Regions from separate parts of the Mus musculus genome. Here regions 2, 3, 4 and 5 are each linked to region 1. Evidence: chromatin contacts called from public Hi-C, HiCAR-type, Micro-C and promoter capture Hi-C data. All regions are on one chromosome and are shown on one strand. Each heading gives the region's core, a stretch centred on a gene start, on an enhancer-like site or on the middle of the called end of the contact. The rest is flanking DNA. Distances are from core to core; before and after follow the strand shown. Region 1 holds the start of Eci2 (enoyl-Coenzyme A delta isomerase 2). Region 2 has its middle 24 kb from the start of Gm30127. Region 3 holds the start of Ripk1 (receptor (TNFRSF)-interacting serine-threonine kinase 1). Region 4 overlaps Cdyl (chromodomain protein, Y chromosome-like). Region 5 holds the start of Slc22a23 (solute carrier family 22, member 23).

Region 1 (4,153 bases), core at 1,131-3,630:
CTCAAAACGAACAAACCAACCAACCAACCAACAGCAACAAAACAAACCCCTAACATAGTGAATAAATGAAAGAGTGAATGAATGAAATGGAAAGAGCAAGTGTAATAGATGATTAACATTATGGGCCATATCTTAAAGGCTTTATGTGTTAAACTAAGAAGTTTGGGTTCACTTAGAAAGCAAAGGGACACACACAGCATTCTAGTGACTGAAGAAAGATCAAGAGAAGATTTTGAGTCATGTCAGTCTCCTGGTCCATTTTATGTTTCTCCAATCAAAAGCCATCAAGTGGATAAACTACAGACAACAGAAGCCAGTTCAGCACTCTGAGAAGTCTACTTGTTAAAGTTCTGGCACCTGGCCAGGGCCTTCATGTTGCATGTTAACGTCTAATCTTAATCATTGCTCAAAGACCTTCCTTCCAAATGCCATCAACACAGGAACTGGGAGAGGAAGTTTTCCAAACATGAACTCCAGGTGACAGTTCAAACCATAACAGTCAAGTTTACAATGTAGAGAGATTTTTCAGAGAGCAGGAAGAAAATGGACTGCGGGGGTAGGAAACAGAGCAAATCCAGGCAGTACTAACTGAGTAAGAACAAACCCAGTCAGTACTAGTCGAGTAAGAGTAATATAGAAACAGTGAGGCCCAAAGAAAGACTAGACAGAAACAGGTATGAGGGCTTGTAAATCAAAACAGAAAACAAACAAAAAAAAAAACAGCTACTAAAAGATCACAGATCACAGATACATACAGAGAAACCAGTAGTGAGACAGAGGACATTCAGGCTTCTTTAAGATTTCTAGACTTCACTGTTGATTGCTATTGATAGAATTTTTATATGCCATAATGATAACATGAGCTGATGGTTTTAATAGTATAAATAAAAACAAGCACTCTGGTTGGCATCTCCATCCATCATAGGTTCCATGGCACCGTCTCAAGAAACATCTCCCAGAATACTGAGCAGACCCTGTGAAGTAGAACCCCCAAGATTCAGTTTCACTGGGAACATTTCCTGGCTCTTGTGACCACCAGGCCTGGGTGTCTGTATCAAATCCCTTCTTAGACAGCACTGCTCACGTGCAGTCAAGCCTCTAAGGTAGGACCTAATTGACCCACACACCTCCTTCTCCAAGGTCTTTATAAGAACCAGGAGTGGAGATTCGAACTCTGGTGAGATCTTGAGGAGGATTCTGCCATTCTCACTCTAGTACAGAAACAAAACTCTCAGAGACATGCCCGGGCATCTTGACTGCACTGTAAAGTAGATCAAAAGCATACCCAATGGCTCTTTTTAAAAAAATGTATTTGTTGTAACTTTTTTGTTTTACTTTGTCTATTTATTTAACTGTCGTTATGTAATTGGTTTTGCATACTGGTATTATGCATACCATCTGTGTGTCTGAGGGCTGTTTAGGTCATAAAATGTGTCTGTCCCCTTGGAACTGGAGTTATGAATGGTTATGACCCACCCTGTAGATTCAGAGAAACCAAACCCGGGCTTTCTGCAAGAGCCACGACTGTTCTCAAATAGCCTAGTCAATTCTCTAGCTCTACCAATTAGCTCTTCCGTGGCTCTCTATTACTCTTAGCACAGAACATATATATATTCATATCAAGAATTTTATCTACGTGCAAAGAGGATCATTTGAGTCGGCAGGGAGGTCTAGGACTCACTATGAAGGTACTTTACAATGCTAGTTCCAGGTCTCACACACTACAAGAGCTTCTTAACGTGGGCGCAGTGATCCTCAAGCTCAACTAATACTCTGCTCAGTGTGGTTCCCTTTCCTTGCGAACTGCCCCACCCCCACCCCAATCTTCAGCCAGACGTGGTGTTTACTGGAGGTGGCCTCTGCTAAGCATGAGAATCACCTTAGGGGCAAACGCCTACATTAATGAAGCTTATACCGTTTCATGTTCAGCTTAAACTTAATTGTGCAAGATAAGCATATCCAGGAGCACTCTTGTCCATATAATCTTTTAAACATAATGTTCCATGACCTTAGACTGAACGTGCTCAGGAGCGTGCTCCTAACTAAACATTCTGGGAGCTGTCCGGTTTGTAAATAAATATGCTTAGGCTCTCTGATTAATATTCCGAAGAACACAGTGAACCGCCTCCGTACCCTGTCCCTCTTTGCCAGATCTTGTGCCAATCACCTTTGTACGGAGTTGGACCTGGGCCAGGCATTCTAGGCTCCTCCTCGAAACCCGCCCATTCTCAACTCTGAAGGAGTCGCTAGTCGCACCCCTGCCCAGGGCTCACATCCAAGATTATCTCCGCCAGTCTTTTTGTCCCCGGGTCCTTTCACAGGCCGAGCTCACATCCTGGCCCCGCCCCTGAACCCTGGCCCCACCCACGCCCGGAGCGCACCTCTGGCTCCGCCCCTTCCCGGTCTTGCCCTGCAGTTTCTGCTGGGCCTAAGCCTCCGGGCTCAGTTTGACCACAGTATCTAGCTATGGCGGCAGTGACCTGGAGTCGGGCTCGATGCTGGTGTCCGAGGTAAGCTTGCAGCCTCGACTCTCCGGCCCAAAGTCGCCAGCGGGAATTTTCGCCCGCCCACGGAGCCGCCCGCTTTGTCATCTGGCCTGGCTAGCGAGACAGCAGGATATTACTTTGACGATTTCCCAGCGAGAGAGCTCTAAAGAGTGACCTCGAAGGTTCTTCCTCTGCTGAGTCCCAAAGGGTAAGGATGGACGCGCTCCGGTCGCCTCCGTCGGTGCTTGGGTCCCCGGGGCACCCAGGCCTCCAGGCCCAGCCCGGGACTTCCTAGGGCACGCACGCAGTGCCTTGGCTAAGATGACACTTTGTCCAATATTGCTAGTTAGCTCTGAGCGCTGCTGAACCAGTGTGGGGTTTCAAGCAGTAAGCTCACTTTGTTCAGAGAAGTGGCTGGAGAGAGTGCTCCATAAGTAATAACCCAAAGAACTATGGAGCAAAGTGAACCGCTGTGTGACTTTCTCAAAAGGCAAAACTTACCCTCCATTTGAATGAGCGTGCAATAAGCGTCAGTGGGAAGTTGCTTACTTAGGGAAACTGTTGGGGTTTTTGTTGTTGTTGTTGTTTTTGTTTGTTTGTTTGTTTGTTTTTCGAGACAGGGTTTCTCTGTATAGCCTTGGATATCCTGGAGCTCACTTTGTAGACCAGGCTGGCCTTGAACTCAGAAATCCGCCTGCCTCTGTTGTAGATGCATGCTGTTCTGATCAACATGAGTTGGAGCCAATCAGTAATCCTGTTGCTGCAGAAATAAAAGGGCAAGGAACAAACAGAAACCACTATTTGTAGTGTCCTGCAGGTCTTCAGATTACAAGTGGCTAAACTGCACTTGGGCAGACCAACAATGAGAGCCAGTCAGCAGGACTTTGAAAATGCATTGAACCAGGTGAAACTCTTGAAGAAGGACCCGGGAAACGAAGTGAAGCTAAGACTCTATGCACTGTACAAGCAGGTAATAGACTGAGCTCTGTTGTAACTTAAACGCATTTTGAGCAAATGATTCCTGAATTTGATACGTTTCTGATACGTTTCTAACACTGTTTCTAACATTCCGGTTGCATGGCTGGCTCCCCTTTGGGGTGTATGTATGCAGGCTTTATTTTGTTTTGTTTTTCATATTAGGCCTTTATATGCTATTAAAGCACAGAGTAGCCTCCTCTGCTTCTCTCCAGAATAAAGAGATTTGGAAGATACACCATTTATATTCACATGTTTGGAGCCTGCTTGAGCCCTTCCTAATGAGAATAATTCACTGGGGCAGTTGGATAAACTTGAATACGGACCGAGTTTTACCATCATTTACCAGTGTCCTGGTTATCGTTAACAGTGCCATGATTAATTATATAATAAAATGTTGGTGTTTCGGGGAAATAGATAGTATTTAAGGATGAAATAGTATGGGTTTAGGGGGATGTTTGAAATTAATTAAAATAAAAAAGACAAAATCAGAGAAGACATAAGGTAAAATTTAATAACTGTTCAACTGATTAATTGGATACTGTAACTCATATTTGTGAATGTTGGAAAATTTTTCTAACTTTTGAGGAACTAAAGGTTATAATGGAAAAGACTTCATCAGATGTCTGCCAGTCTGGACTCCATTGTTATCATTTATTGTTCTTATCATTTCTACTAAGCGATGCGTGTGA
Region 2 (3,953 bases), core at 653-3,152, 950 kb before region 1:
CCTGGAGGGCTTAGCCAATAAGCTTTCCTTCCCAGACACTCCTCCCTGCAAAAGGTATTAACCTCAGGCCGACCCTGAGAAGTGGGATATGGTTTTACCATAGACTTTCCACCATGGTAATAAATGATTTGGAACCACAGGCTGTCTCTTTTCATCGGGATCGGCTGTGGGGAGCCATGGAGAAGGCCTTTGCCTACAGAGCCGCCATCTAATCTCCAGTAGATGGCCTCTCTGTGCTCCCTGCCACTACACACCACCAAGCCGCCATTCAAGCCAATGGCGGATTCACCAATTCACCTTGGGACCAGAGTTCACACTTAACCCCTGCCCCCTGCTCCAGGCTAGATCCAGCCTGAGGAAGGAGGGAGGCACTCCATTCTCAGCTCTTCCTCAGTGGCCAGCAGCATCCTGGTGTCTAAGAGCCTGGGGACCCCCAAGCCAGCTCCAGCTGTCTCGAGCCTCAGACTGTACTTTCCCACCGGGAGGCCCGTTGCCTCTCCCTACAGGGTGGGCCAAGTGCAGTCAAACTCCCCAAGTTCTGCTTCCTCAAGCAGCCATGCCCTGTGCGGGAGCAGGCAAGGGCCAACAACCCTACACTTGGTCATCTGGTTTTATCATATCAATAGAGAAATAACAGATACAGTAGGTACGCAGATAAGATTTAAAAAAAAAAAAGCCAATCAGAGAAGAGCTATCAAACCTGGTAGAGAAGGGGGAAGAACTCTGAGCCTGCCAAGTTTCTAAGTTTCATGATGAGGTCTCCTGGTCTCTGTTGCTGCAGTGGTAGAGAAACGGGGAAGTTCCTGTCTATTGCCAGTGGCTACTGAGAACTTTAAACCCTGCCCGCTGCTTCCCTCCTTCCCTGCTCAGCCAACGGGTTCCAGTTCCAGTTTCAGCTTCAGTGGCGGCTCTCTTAGCTCTGCTGCCACCTGGTTCTACCTCCTAAAGGTTCTACTGCCTCCCTATTGCCACAACAGAGCCTCAAGCTCTTCCCACATGAGCCTGTGCAGGACATTCCAGATGCACAGTGACAGCCGTCTTCCGCATTTTCAGAGCGTAACCAGCAGACGTTTAATCAACTGTCCACTTTGTGTTTTAGAACAATGAAGAGGAAGGTGAGCGGTAGAATAGAATTAGAAGTAAGTCTCAGAGACCTGCAAAAAAGTTTTCTACTTACAATATGAGGAAAAGAACCCACTCGGTGATATTAGCAATTTGGAAAGTTGCAGTTGGCCGCTCAGACAGCAGTGCCTCAGATGGTGCGCAAAGCAAATGAGTTTTTAAATCGTTGCAACAGAGTTGCTTCCTTTCTATTCTATGCCCTTGTCGTCTTCCCAGGCGTCTCCAAAAAAAAAAAAAAAAGGAAGAAGACTCGTGTGCAGATAACCAGCAATTGACCTCTTAATTATTGGATTATCGTTAAGCTTCCTGAGTGCTGCAGTGGATGATGGGATTTAGACCCACAGCCCTAGGTAATTCGGAGTTGGTGTCACAGAACACCAGTGAAGCCCCAGCCGAGGTCATTTGTGTTTTCCAGACGGGGGAAAGACCCCGCCCTCCTGCTTGCTCTGATTGACTTCCTTCAGCAGATCAGCCAGCCTCCACACCTGAGACATTCCTGTATCCCCGTGAAAACCCAAGACACAGGGAGGAGGAGAGGTTTGGGGGTGGGGCTCTCTCCCGCTACTCTGAGCATCAGGGAGGGCATGCTGCCTGCTGCAGGGCACTAATCAACTTCTGGAAATACAATTTGACACCTGCAGCGCATCTCCTGGGCAGTAGTGGCCTTGAGCATCAATCATGCTGCCTTGACCTCCAGGTCAAAGCCAACAGGTGAAGAGTCCAGCGTTTACAAGCCACAGAGAGACTGAGCGTAGGAATCCAACACAGCCTGTGCTGGCCAATGTTCATTCCCATTAACACCGCTTCACTAGAAACAGAACGTGAACTTGCATCTTTGTAGAGTGCAGGGTTCAGGGTGCAGCGGGGAAGATTGTGGAAGGGGAGGGGGGCAGGGACCAAGCTCATCCTCTTCCTTGCAAAGGAAGCACTTTACAGAGCCATCTTCCCAGTCCCATTTACAATGTTGCTGTTGGTTTGTTTCTTTCTTAAAATTGTTTTTATTTGCTGCGTTATCGTGGTATAGGTCACAGGACAACTTTTGGGAGTTGGCTCTCTCTTGTCATGGGTTCTGGGGATGACATTGGGTCATTAAGCGCGTACAATGAGTCCTGTTTATCTGCCATGCCATCTTGGCCAGCTCTGTTTTGACTCTTTAGATGAGGCTTCTCTGAGTAACCTGGCTGGTCTGAGACTCACTATGTACACAGGGCTGACCTTTTCAATTGTCCCTCTGCCTCCCAAGTTCAGGGACTTGTGTGTGCTATTCCTCCCAGCTTATGGATTTATATCATTGGGTGTCACCCAATTCTGCTTTTCTGCGTTTGTATTCCAAAATGGTTTGTAACCACCCTGGCCCCTGGAAGCAGCTGTCTCCTCCTCCCCCCTCCCCCTCCCCTCCTCCTCCCCCTCCCCCTCCTCCTTGTCTTCCAGTCTGCTCTCAAATGACACAGTATCATAATCTCAGATAGTAAATATGAGTAAGCGCCCCCAGTTAAGTGCTTCGAGTTCTGTGTCACAGGAAGATAAAACCTCAGCCAGATTCACCTGAAAGCCACCATGCCAGCACCATTCAAAGGTGGTACGACAGACAGGTGATATCTTGACAATGATGAGAGCACAGCTATGCAATGCATTTTCTGGGCAGCTTCCTCCTGACTTTGGAAGATTGGTTGTTGAATTCAGTCTCGGGATAATGCTTTTTGAATCAAATGAAATGAAAATATTTGTCATATTGGTCACTTTTAAAGATTGGAATAGATTTTTAGAAAGGCATGCTTACTTTCATTGTGACAATTTTCATATTTAAGAGGAATAACAATGTCAATTATTGTTCAAGGCTGGTGGATGGTTCTGTGGTTTACAGATAAATGAGCACAGAGCTCAAAGCTTTCACCCAGATGCTAATTTCCAGGGACCAGAAGAAATGAGGCTGCTGGTTTGTAAAAAATCTGCTGCCTGGCCTGGCATGGACTCTCCAGTAACTTGTTGTTTCCTCACTGTGACTCTGTACATAGTCAGAACATTTCTTTGCTTGAGACAGGCTCACTCTCTATGTATGCTGGATGGCCTGGAACATACTATGTAGACCAGGTTGGTCTCAAACTCACAAACATCCACCTGGCTCTGCCTCCTGAGTTTTGGGACCAAAGGCATAAGATACAGCACTAGCCATGACCTGTTTTTATTTTAATCTTAAATTCTTACTTACTTACTTACTTTTAAATTATATTTTATGTGTATGAATGCTGCACCACATGAGCACCTGGGGCCTGTAGAGATCAGATCCCCAGGGTCGAGAGTTACAGACAGCTGTGAGCTACCATGTGGGTGCTGGAAATCAAACCAGCTCATCTGGAAGAACAGCCAGTGCTCTGAAACACTCAACCATCTTTTCGGCCCTGACTTAATTTATTATTTTTTAATAAGGTGATTTGGAAGGTTTTAAATAGGCTTATTCCCTTTTTTAAGACTAACATCTGAAATACAACATTTAAAAATATTTTCAAGAAGTCTAGGCTCAGTGGGGATATGTCTATAAACCCCTGAGATTTCTGAGAAGCCTGACACAGTTTGTTTCTGCAGAAACAATTCAGAACTCCATCTGTTCCTCCCAGGTTTTGGAAAGTCCCACAAAAACGCCAGATTGATCCACCAGCCTCGATGGCTTGATTATACTAGCAAATCTGTTGTAATTACTGGTTACAAACCTCAACTGAAGGAGCTTAAATTTTTGTAGAATATGTTTAACATTAAAAAATTATGGAACACATTGTCCTCACCTTCTTGAAGTTAACAATGGGCCACCCTTGTCTACAAACCATCACAATCAT
Region 3 (3,928 bases), core at 1,425-3,924, 990 kb after region 1:
TTTAAAGACTTAACTAAGTCATATTTACCTGTTATAGTAAGTGATAACTAACTTTAACTAATGTCATGTCTCAATGGAATTTGCTAATGTTTTGAGATAAATGATTATTAAGTCAGAACCACAGGAAAGTTAATTTTTTTCCACTGAAATGAATCAGAAATTTCAAAATGAACACTGGCAAAATAAGTCTACATTATATTTACATATAATACTGTTTAAGTTCACGCTTACTTAGTGAGTTCCAGACCAGTCAGGGCTATATAGCGAGACCTTGTTTTAGAAAAAAAAGTTGTATATTCGTGTGTACATATCCCTTTTAATGGCTGCACTCCTTTTAAAACCCAACTAATTTTCACTTAAATTTTCAGTGACTATCTTGTATAATAAGAGCAGGAGGACAAAGAATGTCAACTGCTAGCTGTGCCCTACTTCCTTCTTAGAAGAATTCTGATTTTACTCAGGTAAGTGACATATCAGTGGCTCGCTGCATCCAAGGTTCTTTAATTAAAACAGCCTGTGCTTGTTTCACAAAAGGGCATTGAACAAGGAATCAAACCACCAACAAAAGACAAGGTGGAATAAAATTTAACAAAGTATGATCAAACACATCAGCACATTGTGGTCTGTGAATTAATTTATCAAGACTATTTTCAATTTACAAATAAAGAAATTACAAGTTGAGGTTAAATGATTCACCCGAATTGAATTCACCTTACCCCTTCTCTCAGGCTTTCACTCTCAGTTCTTTAATATTTTTTTCTAGAAAGGCAACTAATAATTTTCTTTTGAAAACCCCCAATGCAAAGACGAAATTGTTGCCAGGCATAGTGTGCCATGGTATTCCAGGCATAGTGACACATGCCTTCCATCCGGACACCAGGAAGACAGAGGCAGGTAGATCTCTGGGAATTCAAGGCCAGCCTGGCCTTCTACATAGCTAGCTTCAGGATAGCAAAGGCTACACAAAGAGACCCAGTCTCAAAAACAATAAACAAACAAACAAACAAACATATAAAATCATATGGACTTACCCAGATTAATTGAATATTCTACATTTTAAAAACATGGGGATGTACAGATTAAATTTAAAAAAAACTTAGTATTATATCCATGTTTTTATAGTAAGACACATCTGCCAGAATGATATCCTACCGATGTGTGGGAAACTATATATTTGCTTCAAATTCCAGATCCTACTGGAGATATTAAGGAGACATTAACTAAGGTGTAATAGTACTGTGCCCAGTTTGTAAGTTGTTACCTTGGGCACATATCTTATTACAATCTTGAAAGCTTAACATTATGTGTAAGGCTCAAAGTAGCAAAGAATGAGAAAAATGGAAATTAAAGTTAAGAATTGTTACTACTGTTTTTGTCAGTCATACAAACAAAACATCCCAAATTTCATTTTCAATAAGACTAGTATATTTCTACATACAATACAGCTGTGATAGTTCACCTTTCTCACAAGCCTTAGTAGTATCTTTCCAGGGGCTACAGAATTACACAATTAAGTCATTGCATCCCAAAGTTCACTCTACCATCGAGTCTTCATGTGTTAAGAAAGAATACTTTCCTAAAGGTCTTTTGTGGAATTTCTTGATTAAAACAGCTTCAACTCTTTGCACAAAGTAAAAGAGCAAGAAAATCAAATGATCTGCAAGACACAAAGAATGAGTCACCCTGGGCTGCACCATCCATCCTCAGTGGGCTCTGTCCAACGCTTAGGTGAGGAGGATGTGGCTTATCTTTTTCACAACTCAGAAAAGGTCTGCAGCAACCCATAAATGCAAATGCTACTGAGGACCAGAGAAGCCTTGGATGTTTGACACTGGTCTCTCGTTGAGGTCGTAGATCACTCCTGATTTGCCAGCTCACCTCAAAAATAACGATGAAAGCTACCGACTGCTCTGCCACCTGCTGCCCCAAGACAACAGGAATAGACCCTTTTAAAGAGCTGGTAGGTCCAGGGTTGATAGGTTACATTTAGGTAGTCTTGTTGGGGTCCTAAAGCTTCAAGAAGCTGTCATTCCTACCAAAATAATCGTTCCATAGTCACTCTGTAACCATGGCTACGGCGCACCTTCAGTCTCGACTTGAGCTAAAACGACCTCAAGAAGAGTCCAACCTCCCGCTAGATGACAGCAAGTTCCGCGCTTTTCGATTTCCGGGAACGTTTGAAGTCCCGCCCGCCACCCGGCTTCCGGAAACAACGAGCCCCGCCCTCCGGTCCACGCGCAGAAATCGCGCGGCCTCCGCCCCTTCCGGGAAACCAGCTTCTGAGGAAACTAGCGGCGGCGCCCCTGGCCTCGACCCCCGCGCTGACTTACCTCAGAGGCCTTCCCGCGGCCAAGTACCCCGGCCTAGGTGAGGAAGGACGGGCGGTGGACGTCAGGAGCGGCGCCTCGCCGTGGCTGCCCGGCCGGGACGGCCCTGGGCCCTGACGAGGACCGGTCGGAGTTCGGTGCTGAAGTGGCGCCCAGCCACTCGCAGGTCCCCCACAGCCTGCCGCCTCCCGCCGCGTCCAGCTCGCACCTCCGCGGGTCCGCACCGCCGCTGGACTCCCGGGAGGTGAGCGGCACCGACACCCGCGCTCCCGAGGCCGTTCCGGGGGCCGCTGGTCCTCCTCTAAGGACTACTGGGGTGGTGCTAGGCTGCGGCCGCCCCTGTCTCCGCCTCTGCTCACGCCCCGGGGCTGTGTGCACGGGCGAGCGCCAGCCTCCCAGCTGGGCATTGAGCTCTACTGAGCATGCCAGGTTCGCAGCACGACCATCCCGGAGGCCCGCGGGCGGAAGGAATGGCACTTTTGCCTTGCTTTCTGAGCGAGTTCTGAGAGAGCCCTTAAAAAAAATAATACGGCGGTCATAGCTGCTATATGTCAGGGCGGAGACCGCTTGGCCCGCTAGATAGCGCTGTGTGCGACAGTGGCCTTTGCAAGCTTTGTGGGTTCAGAGGTGACACGGTGACAGAACCACTGGTAAATTATCGTTCGTCCACCACAGCAGCCTGTCGAGGAAGAAACGTGATTAATTTGTAGCCCTCGAAAATAGTAGTTGAAACCCCAAGCAGAAACTGTGTTGCTGCAGGTGTCATTAAGAAGAAAGTTGCACGATAGTCCAGTGATCCCTTATTGTCAAAAGATAAATATGACAAGACAGAGAGAGGGCCACAAAAGACACGATAAAGGAGTCTTATTAAACCATACACACGACCACTTTAAGAAAATTCACAGCCATTTTACCAGATACCTCACCATACAAATAAGCATTAAAAAGATGCTCAATGTCAAAGGACATTAGGGGAACTCAACTTTGATGTAGAGTACACATAAAATGCCCCCAAATCCCAAACATTCACCGATGTTAACAAAAACGTACACTAACTGAAAATCACATACATTCCTGCAAAGAATGCAAAACCTTTATGGTTACTGTATGATTTATCAGTTTCACATACAGGTATGTACCCAAATGAACATACATCTAGTGTATAAACACATGTACTTAAGTTGGGTTTTTTGTTTGTTTGTTTGTTTGGAGTTCTTTCCGGGTGGGATTGGGTGTGTGTGTGTGTGTGTGTGTGTGTGTATAAAACTCCACATATGGGAGGCCAGGAGCCCACCTCCAGTTAGCTCCTTCTTACAATGCATCTTTTTCTTTTCCATACAAGGTATTACTTTTACCTTTTGCTTGTGGAATGGACTAAGCTGTCTGGCCAAGGCAAGAGGCACCAGGGGTGTCTCCATGGCCAGTTTTGTTTGTTTGTTTCTGTATGAGTGCTGGGGATTGAACTCAGATCCATATGTTGCCATGGAAAGCACTTTGCTGAAGGAACCATGAGCTATCTTCTTCAGGTTCCTGTACATTGTTTTTCCTTAAGTTTTTTGTTTGTTTTATTTACGAGTGTGTATATAATAGAGTGCAGATTC
Region 4 (4,140 bases), core at 900-3,399, 790 kb before region 1:
AAAGACAACAGTCTGTGGGGCGGGCTCTCTGGCCTCTCTGACAGAAAGACTGCAGTCTAATATAAACCCAATGGTTCTGGACCCCTCAAAACCAAAGTGAACTTAATTAAGTGTTAAATTTCTCAATAACTAAACTTAAAAAAAAAAAAAAGGCCACTTTCATGGTCACTGAAGTGAGCCTTGTCTATTCATGTGTTTTAGACATTGATTTCTGTTGGGTGATTTTCCACGACTCCACTCTAATTCTAGAGTTTATTTTTAAAAGGAGAGGTAAAAAGAAGTTGATTTATTTCTTAAATAAGGAAACAATAAAGGTGGTGGTGTAGTTTGAATGGAAGTGTCTAGCACAGGCTTTTATCTTAGAACCTTCAGTCCCTAGTTGACAACACTGCTTGGGGGAGGATATGGAAACATGCTGGAAGAAGTATGCCGTGCGGACAGGCTTTGATACATATACATATGTGTATGTGTGTATGTATGTATGTTTGTATGTATGGGAAGGATTAGGAGGTATGGCCTTAACGGAGGAAGTGTGTCACTGGGAATGGACTTTGAAGTTTCAAAAGACTCACACCATTCCTAGTGTGCTCTGGGCTTCTTGCTCGTAGATCAAGATGTGAGCTCCCTGCTGTTTGTCACCATGTCATTATGGGTTCTAATACTTTAAACCATAAGCCCAATTACATGCTTTCTTCTACAAGCTGCCTTGGTCAGTGTTTTATCTCAGCAACAGAAAAGTAATCAATACAGATTCTCCATCTGGAACCATACGCCAAAATAAACCTCCTTCCTAAATTGCTTTTGGTCATGGTTTTATCACAGCGATAGAAAAGTAATGAATACAGGTGGCAAACAAGATGTTGCAACAACTGAAATTTGGGTTATGGCTCAACGAAAAGTAAGTCAGACCATGGTATGTCTGTGATTTTGCAATGGGCAGTGTAAACCCATTTTACTCACAAAGGAATATGCATTACATTTTCTAAACCACACATTTTAATACCACATGGAAAACGGGGGCACTTTAAAGAATTCCCATACAGTGATGGCAATCACTGCCCTCTGGTTTACATTTCACATCTCTGACCTGTTGCTCGGACCATGAGAGTTTGGCAGCCACTGGGGTGAACAGGTGAGAGAGAGATTAATAGTGCTGAGGCGAGATGGGATTCTACCTCACATCATTAAGATCAATATAATTTAGTGCGCAACTAGAATACACAAAAAAAAGCTGACCCCGCGGCTACTGACATCCAAGACTGTGTGTGCCAAGAGTGGAGTAAGATTCGGGAGCATTCTGACACTCTAGATTTCACTCTGGGTGTGAGGCAAAGCCTTGTTACTATAGCATTCAGTCCGGTGTGGGCATGGTACTGTATCTCACCACCTACTTACTATGTTCTTACGGTTGCAGGATCTGAAACGCCTGCGGACATCATTTTGAACCACTTCCCAATGCACTCACTCACCCAGCACACTGATCCTGTCTCCCCTCACACAACTTCCTGTGTCCGTGTCTATCATGTCTCTTCTTATGAGGAACTGAAACTGGTAGAGACCCATTTCCCACTGAACAAGTGGCTGGTGTTACATACTGTTAAACTGCTTTAAAACATCAATACTAGAATTAATAAACTCTTACTGTAAGCACTCCTTGTGATGCTTACTTCCCTGTGTATATATAAGCAAAGCATGTCAGTGGGCGGGACATCTGGACTCTCCAATTGACAGCTGGGATTCACGGTGTTCTGGTTCCCTTGAACACAGACAGGACTGTCAGTCAAGCAGTACCTTCTATTTAAATGATCTCAAACACACCTTGGGGGAACTGCAGGAAGACTGCAGCTGCTTGCTCTAACTTCTCAAAGTGCAGCTCCAGCCGCAACTATTTCCAGGAGTTTCTTGTACCAGCTCTGCTGACTCTTGAACTCCTTCTCCCCAAGGCAAAGGGCGAGCATTCTCCTGCTCCTTCTTACTCTGAAGAGGTGAAGTAGAGCTGAGCGACAGTCATCTACAGAGGAACACCTTGCTACTGAAAACTGAAAGAGGCCGGGCTGGGACTAGAAGTGACATTTTAAAGAGAGGGAACTAGGGGTCACTTGCCAGATGGCAGAGGTAGAGATGTGGAAACCCTGTAGCCTTGACAGTGATGGGAGGTGGAGCCACTCTGACAGGCATGGGTGACAGTGGTAATGAGGACAGTCACAGACAGGACCTAAAGGGTTGATATTTAAAACTACACCACTAGAGGGTGCCACCTGCTGTTCCTGCCTGTCAAAAGTTAGGCATACAAAGGCTGCAGGAGGCAGCTGAAGTTTCTCCTGGATCAAGGGAGTGTCCAGTGTGGTGAGTGCAGGGTCATTTTATTTACAGAAGACACCAGAAAAGGTGTACTAGGATCCCGAAGAACTTGATGATGCAGAAAGAAGAAAATCTACTGGGGGAACTCATGGCATAGCCTGGTTTAGTTGGCACAGCCAGCACAAACACTAAAGTGCTGAGGTTAGAACAAGACACCCAGTCACCTCTTGGTAGAACTTTATTTTTTAAGACACTTTAACATCTTTTTTGGCCCTACAAGAGTAAATGAGATATATGGATCTTTTCAGTAATCACTTTCCAGGCACACAAAAATGCTACAAAGATCCACTACAGCTGCTGAGAACACGCATGTCTAGCTCCCTACCGAAGGAGCACTTATCCCCTCATGGGAAACCCAGATCTCTCCATGGTTAGCTGCTTTTCAAGATGATCCTGTTTATCTGTGTGTCCTGAGGATCAACCACCATAAACAACACAGAAAGGAGAGAAGTGTGCAATCAGTGTATAATCTGCATCACCATTCTAGGACGGCAGGTACAGTCCACATGCACATATGCACACATGCATGCATGTATGCACACATATATGAAACCGACGTCATGATCCACGGTCCAAGGGAACCAAGGGAATGCTCACTGCACTACTACCCTCACTCTGCCTGCATTAGGAGAAAAACCATTACCTAGGATCCTATTTATCATTCTGCATGAGCTCCTTCAAGCTTCTCACAGGAATGGCAGCTGGCACATCTGCCAGAGCAATCTCTAGTCCTAGCTTTGGCTAACAGGGGTCGCCTAAAACCATCATAAAGCACAGATATTTACATGATGACTCCTAAGAGTAGCAAAAGTACAGTTAAAAAGTAGCAAGGAAATGATTTTATGGTGGGGAGGGGATCACCATGACCTGAGGAACTGTATTAAGAGGTAGCAGCACTAGGAAGGCTGAGAACCACTGCTGTAGTAAGTGCAAGTCAGTGACTTCCCAGTCTTCCCAGGGCTGGAGAGATGGCCCAGCGACTACAGTACTTGCTGCTCTTGCAGAAGACTGGGGATTGGTTCCGTTCCAAGCACCCACATGGTGACTCAGAACCATCTACAACTCCAGTTTCAGGAAATACAATGCCCTTTTCTGACGCTTCAAGGGTACCAGGTACACATGCAGCACACATCCATACATGCAGCCAAGCACTTACACACATGAAAATACAATAAGTCTTTTTAAAAAAGTCAGTCCAGTATTTTTAGGACACATTTTATTCTCTATAGTTTGCTAGAATGTAGAAGTTAAAAATAACTGGAATGTACAGTTTTATTCAAAACACAAAATATGTCAACAAATCTGTTTACTCTGAGTCTGAGAAAGAAACTCTGGGCAAATTTTCCCAAAACAGAGAGACAAGCAGTAAGATTGTAATAACCACCAATAAAGCAAACCAGAATGGTGCAGAAATATCTCACACACAACCAACTTCCTAAACAAGCAGCGTAGCAAACTCAATCTTTTGGTGGAAAAAAAAAATCACAGGTGCCTCAGCGTACAAAGCATCCCAGACACCTGAGAGATGCAGGTCTGGGAACTCTATGAGCAGCTCAACATTAGATATTTAAGAGGATCCAACAATAGCAAGCAAGGAGCTGCGAACCGTGTCTTCAAAGTCAAGCCCACTCATCCCCTCAAAGGCAGCAAACAACCTCCTCACCAGCAAGTGTGGACATGAGAGTATCTTCCAGACACGTGGAACACACTCACTTCATAGTGAAATCCTGGAACACTCCCAGTACCTGCATGAAACCTGCGACATTATCTACCAAGCCT
Region 5 (3,922 bases), core at 871-3,370, 650 kb after region 1:
AAACAAACACTGTTGTAAACTCTTCTGTGGTTGGTAATCTGTTCCTACATGTTGAAATGAAAGAACCCTCGAGGTTAGATGACTAGGGATCTAAAACCAGTGGTTTGTCAAGCATCTAACGCTCACTTCATCTCAGCCCTGGAGGAAAGAATTGAATGACTGTGGATCTGAAAGCAACCCCCTCCAAAGTTCCCCATGATTCTTCTCCCAATTAGATGAGCCATTGCTAAGATCAATGGCTGTGTTTTGCAGTGACTTACAAAGTTTCAGCTAGGTTCCTAGTGAGCAGCTGAGCAAAGGAGTCAGACCCAGACACGGAGCAGGCTTCCTTTGAAAGAACCAACACGGAAGGGGAATGAGAGAAAGCCTGGCTTGTTACATTTCAGTCAGATAAGAAAATGTAGGTTGTGTGCAGAGGGTGGAGTCAGTAATAAATATCTAACATTCATTCATTGAATGCTGACTCTGTTCTGTTGGGGTGTGGGGTGAGCGCGTCCCAAGGATTAGCTCTTCAAGTGATGAGGGGAAGAAAAGTTAAACTAACCAATAAAGTGAAATTAGGAGAAGAAGGTGGAGGAAGAGGGTAGAGGGGGAAGGGGAGGGGGAGGAAGAGAAGGAGGAAGAGAAGATCACATGTATTGGCAGGTTGCACTGTCACTCCTGATTTTGAAAATAATACTTTATTAGATTATAATCATTATACTGCATGATGGGTTTCATAATGACATTCTCACTCAAGTATGTCATTAAATGTGCTTAAATTTCCAGACTGGGTTTCCCAGACCTTTAGTGTCTTCTGCAGCCTGTGTCTCTTCCGTCTATTGTTATCTAATCTCCCCTTCCCAGCCACTCAGGAAAATTCACAGTTGGGTTCCCCAAAGTCCAGCTCTCTGGCAGTCTTCAGAAATAGTTCTCTCCACGTGTCAGAATTTCAGCAGTAAGTACATGTTGACTGGAACATTGAGCTGCATGCTTAAAAAAAAAAAGTCTCCCACTAAATTATACAACATGCAGCTGAGAAAATAACGGAGATGCTTAAAGAACGCATTCCATACATGTACTCGCAGGATATGCTTTTGGGAAAAGAACGCGAGCTTCCTTCCCCTGTGCTAAATAAGACTAGAGATAGATTGCTCCATTTAAGATTTCCATTAATTCCATTAATAAACTTCTCAGAATATGAAATGTCTCGAGAATGTAGTGAGGCTAAGATGAAAGCCGCATAATTCTCACTGGTGTCAGGCCTGGCACGCAGGAGAAGATATGCTAATGCGGCCGTTTGCCGCAGGGCTGGTGTTATTTATATAGTGCTAGCTGGGCAAGGCTGGCTCTGGAGTCTGGAGTGCCAAGAGCATTTGGATCTCCTGTGAGGTGTAGATGTGTGCGCGCCTGTGCGCAGAGCATAGGAATTGTGATTCCGAGACCTTGGGGAGGGGGTGGGGCAGGCCGCCCTCATTCACGTTTGTATCGAGTGTGTGGCTTCTGTTGAAGGTCTAGCCTTCTAGAGTTGTGTTTATTTGACATTCATTCTGGAGCACAGAAAGAAATGGCGATTTGGGGCGGGTGCTGCAGTAGGTCGTGTGTGACCCAGCGTTGTAAGGGGCTGTCATCCTAAAATTGGCAAACATGCCTCCTTGCCCCAGCTCCGTGACCATAAAAAGCTGCCTTATTTGAGTCTGGAAGAAGAACAGAAGGTTGTTCTGGAAGACAGGCAACCCTTGGGCTCAAGACCAGGAGTGGGGTGCCAGCCGCCAGGCACCTCGGAAACGAACAGAGGTCACGGAGAGCCGGTGTGCCCGGGGCGAGGTCCCTTGCGGCTGTGGGACTTGAGACTGGCAGACGACACTGTCCTCTCACTCCCAGCCAGTGCAGACTCCTTGGTGACCCCCGTCCCCCGCGCCCAGAGACCACCAGGGATCTTGCAGCGGCCCGGGTGTCCCTCTCCCCGCCCCTGCGTCTGTCCGGGCGGTGGCGACACGGCCCGGCTGGAGGGGGCGCTCGTGCGCAGGAGCGGCGCAGCAGGTGCCGCGGTTACCTCCACCTCGGCGGGGGGAGAGGGGGCGGGCCGGGGCGGGAGGCGGAGGCCGGCTCGGTGAGCCGAGAGCGCGGCCGGCTCCGCAGGCTGGCTGCGAGCTTGCGGCTTCCGGGAGCGCCCGAAGTCCGTGGAGGATCTCCCAACCCGCGGCCGCCGGCGGCCCCAGCACAACGCGCACCGGTGCCCGCAGGGCCCCGAGTCGCGACAAGGGCGCGGGTCCGGCTCCTCCTCCTCCCCGGCCGGCGCGCATCAGCGGAGAGCCTCGTAGCTAGGCGGGCGCCCGGGCCGCGGCGCGGATGAGCCGCGGCGGCTGAGGACTCGAACGGTTTCTGCCCGGCGCCCAGGGCACGGGGGTGCGCGGGTGACATGGGGGTGGCCTGACTCGCCGGGCCCGGAGCACTCTCTCCGGCCGCGGGCCCTCCTCCTCGGCGGCGGCGCTGTGCCCGGGCGCCCGCCGAGCTCCGCCGCGCTCTATGCGCCTCTGCGGGAGCCGCGGGCCCTGGCCATGGCGATAGACCGGCGGCGTGAGGCGGCGGGTAGTGGTGCCGGGCGGCAGCCGGCCCCGGCGGAGGAGAACGGCTCCCTGCCGCCCGGGGACGCGGCGGCCTCGGCGCCCCTCGGAGGGCGCGCGGGCTCCGGCAGCAGCGCGGAGATCCAGCCACTGCCTGCGCTGCACCCCAGCGGCGGCCCGCACTCGAGCTGCTGCGCGGCGACAGCCGCCCCGAGCCTCCTGTTGCTGGACTACGATGGCTCCGTGCTGCCCTTCCTCGGGGGCCTGGGCGGCGGCTACCAGAAGACCCTGGTGGTGCTCACCTGGATCCCGGCACTGTTCATTGGCTTCAGCCAGTTCTCGGACTCCTTCCTTCTGGACCAGCCCGATTTCTGGTGCCGCGGGGCCGGCAAAGGCACCGAGCTGGCGGGTGCCACTGTCACCGGCCGATGGGGTGACATGGGCAATTGGACCAGCCCCTCGGCCACCCCCTTCTCCACTGCCTCCTGGGGGACCACGAGCAACCGAAGCAACAGCAGCGACACACCACCCCTCCCATCCCCTCCAGGCAAGGGGAACAACGACTCAAATTGCGACTGCCACGCGTGGGACTACGGCATCCGCACTGGTCTCATCCAAAACGTGGTCAGCAAGGTAAGGGCCACGACCGCCGCGTCCCCGCGTTCTTCTTGTGAACCTTTTTCTTCTGACCTCGGTCGCCTCTGCTCTGTGCTCCATCTCTCATTCTCTGCAGACTTAGGTCCAAACCTACCCAGTTGAGGAACCCAAAATGTTAGCCTGTGTACGCACAACCCCGCATTGACTGGGCTCCCGGCTGTCCCTCAAAGGAGATGCTCTTACTTGGATGTGAAGCCAAGGCTTTTTTGCCGCCCTCTGCGGTGCCCGTGACGCTGCATCCGCTTCAAAGAGACCGACTTAGCCTTTTCTAATATCCACACAAACTCCTGTCCCAGTGCACATATGGAAAGGGCTCCCCTCCCCCGAAAGGTTCAAATCCTCTCCTCTATCTAGCTAAGGTGTCAGACTCACTGATGGCTCAGCAGGGGCCCTGGAAGACTCAATCCCTCTTCTAGGGCTTCTCCTTGGAGCCAGGACATAGCCATGTTCTTTCTGCAGGCTGCCTGTCCCTGTGTCTCCCACTAAGAACTAACTATCCAAGAGAAATAGTGTTCTACTCTCAGATATTCTTTCTAGCAGATGTCAGCCTCCCCACACGTGCCTTGAACAGATTAAAGCCAATTGAATCCAAGTTATAGACAAAGAAGCAGAGCCCTTTAAAAAGTTCCCTGGCCAACCCACCCCCACCCCAACCATGAGTTGTCCTTCCCAGAGATCTGACTGTAGACTTTAATGTGTTCCCTCAAATACTTTCTCAG

Evidence for each region. Promoter capture Hi-C pulls out the DNA fragments that hold promoters and counts their contacts. Hi-C and Micro-C count contacts between places; a contact is called where the count stands out from the background. HiCAR-type assays count read pairs that join an accessible place to other places.
Region 2: a Hi-C map of rod photoreceptor shows a contact between it and region 1, with 6 times the contacts expected there. The contact joins the enhancer-like site here to the promoter of Eci2 in region 1. A contact is called at or near these places in 2 of 484 Hi-C or Micro-C datasets (cranial neural crest and rod photoreceptor) and 7 of 115 datasets of contacts at active chromatin or transcription factors (astrocytes, embryonic forebrain, embryonic hindbrain and 4 more).
Region 3: a contact with region 1 is called in a promoter capture Hi-C map of pre-B cells, with 4 times the contacts expected there. The contact joins the promoter of Ripk1 here to the promoter of Eci2 in region 1. A contact is called at or near these places in 3 of 39 promoter capture datasets (the C10 cell line, cranial neural crest and pre-B cells), 1 of 115 datasets of contacts at active chromatin or transcription factors (astrocytes) and 1 of 9 other capture datasets (liver).
Region 4: a contact with region 1 is called in a HiCAR-type map of astrocytes, with 5 times the contacts expected there. The contact joins the enhancer-like site here to the promoter of Eci2 in region 1. A contact is called at or near these places in 7 of 115 datasets of contacts at active chromatin or transcription factors (astrocytes, cardiomyocytes, craniofacial prominence and 4 more).
Region 5: a Micro-C map of embryonic stem cells shows a contact between it and region 1, with 6 times the contacts expected there. The contact joins the promoter of Slc22a23 here to the promoter of Eci2 in region 1. A contact is called at or near these places in 2 of 484 Hi-C or Micro-C datasets (cardiomyocytes and embryonic stem cells) and 1 of 115 datasets of contacts at active chromatin or transcription factors (kidney).

Annotation. Positions count from the first base shown.
Region 1 is chr13:34,992,371-34,996,523 of GRCm38.p6, reverse strand. It overlaps Eci2 (enoyl-Coenzyme A delta isomerase 2), which reads left to right and starts at 2,380. Exons shown (of 10, transcript NM_001110331.1): 1 at 2,380-2,510; 2 at 3,294-3,456. The coding sequence starts at 2,467.
Region 2 is chr13:35,937,965-35,941,917 of GRCm38.p6, reverse strand. No RefSeq gene overlaps it. Among named protein-coding and RNA genes, the nearest start is that of Gm30127, 24 kb to the left of the region's middle. Within about 2 kb of position 1,902, at least 16 of the 459 cell types and tissues checked have an H3K27ac peak or open chromatin away from gene starts, as enhancers often do. A contact at or near this core is called in rod photoreceptor, where this site is marked.
Region 3 is chr13:34,001,109-34,005,036 of GRCm38.p6, reverse strand. Ripk1 (receptor (TNFRSF)-interacting serine-threonine kinase 1) reads right to left here and starts at 2,674. Exons shown (of 11, transcript NM_001359997.1): 1 at 2,331-2,674. It also overlaps a transcript of Serpinb6a not described here.
Region 4 is chr13:35,781,195-35,785,334 of GRCm38.p6, reverse strand. The region is part of intron 3 of Cdyl (chromodomain protein, Y chromosome-like); the gene reads right to left. Among named protein-coding and RNA genes, the nearest start is that of Rpp40, 120 kb to the left of the region's middle. Within about 2 kb of position 2,149, at least 78 of the 459 cell types and tissues checked have an H3K27ac peak or open chromatin away from gene starts, as enhancers often do.
Region 5 is chr13:34,343,416-34,347,337 of GRCm38.p6, reverse strand. Slc22a23 (solute carrier family 22, member 23) reads left to right here and starts at 2,120. Exons shown (of 10, transcript NM_001382849.1): 1 at 2,120-3,179. The coding sequence starts at 2,541.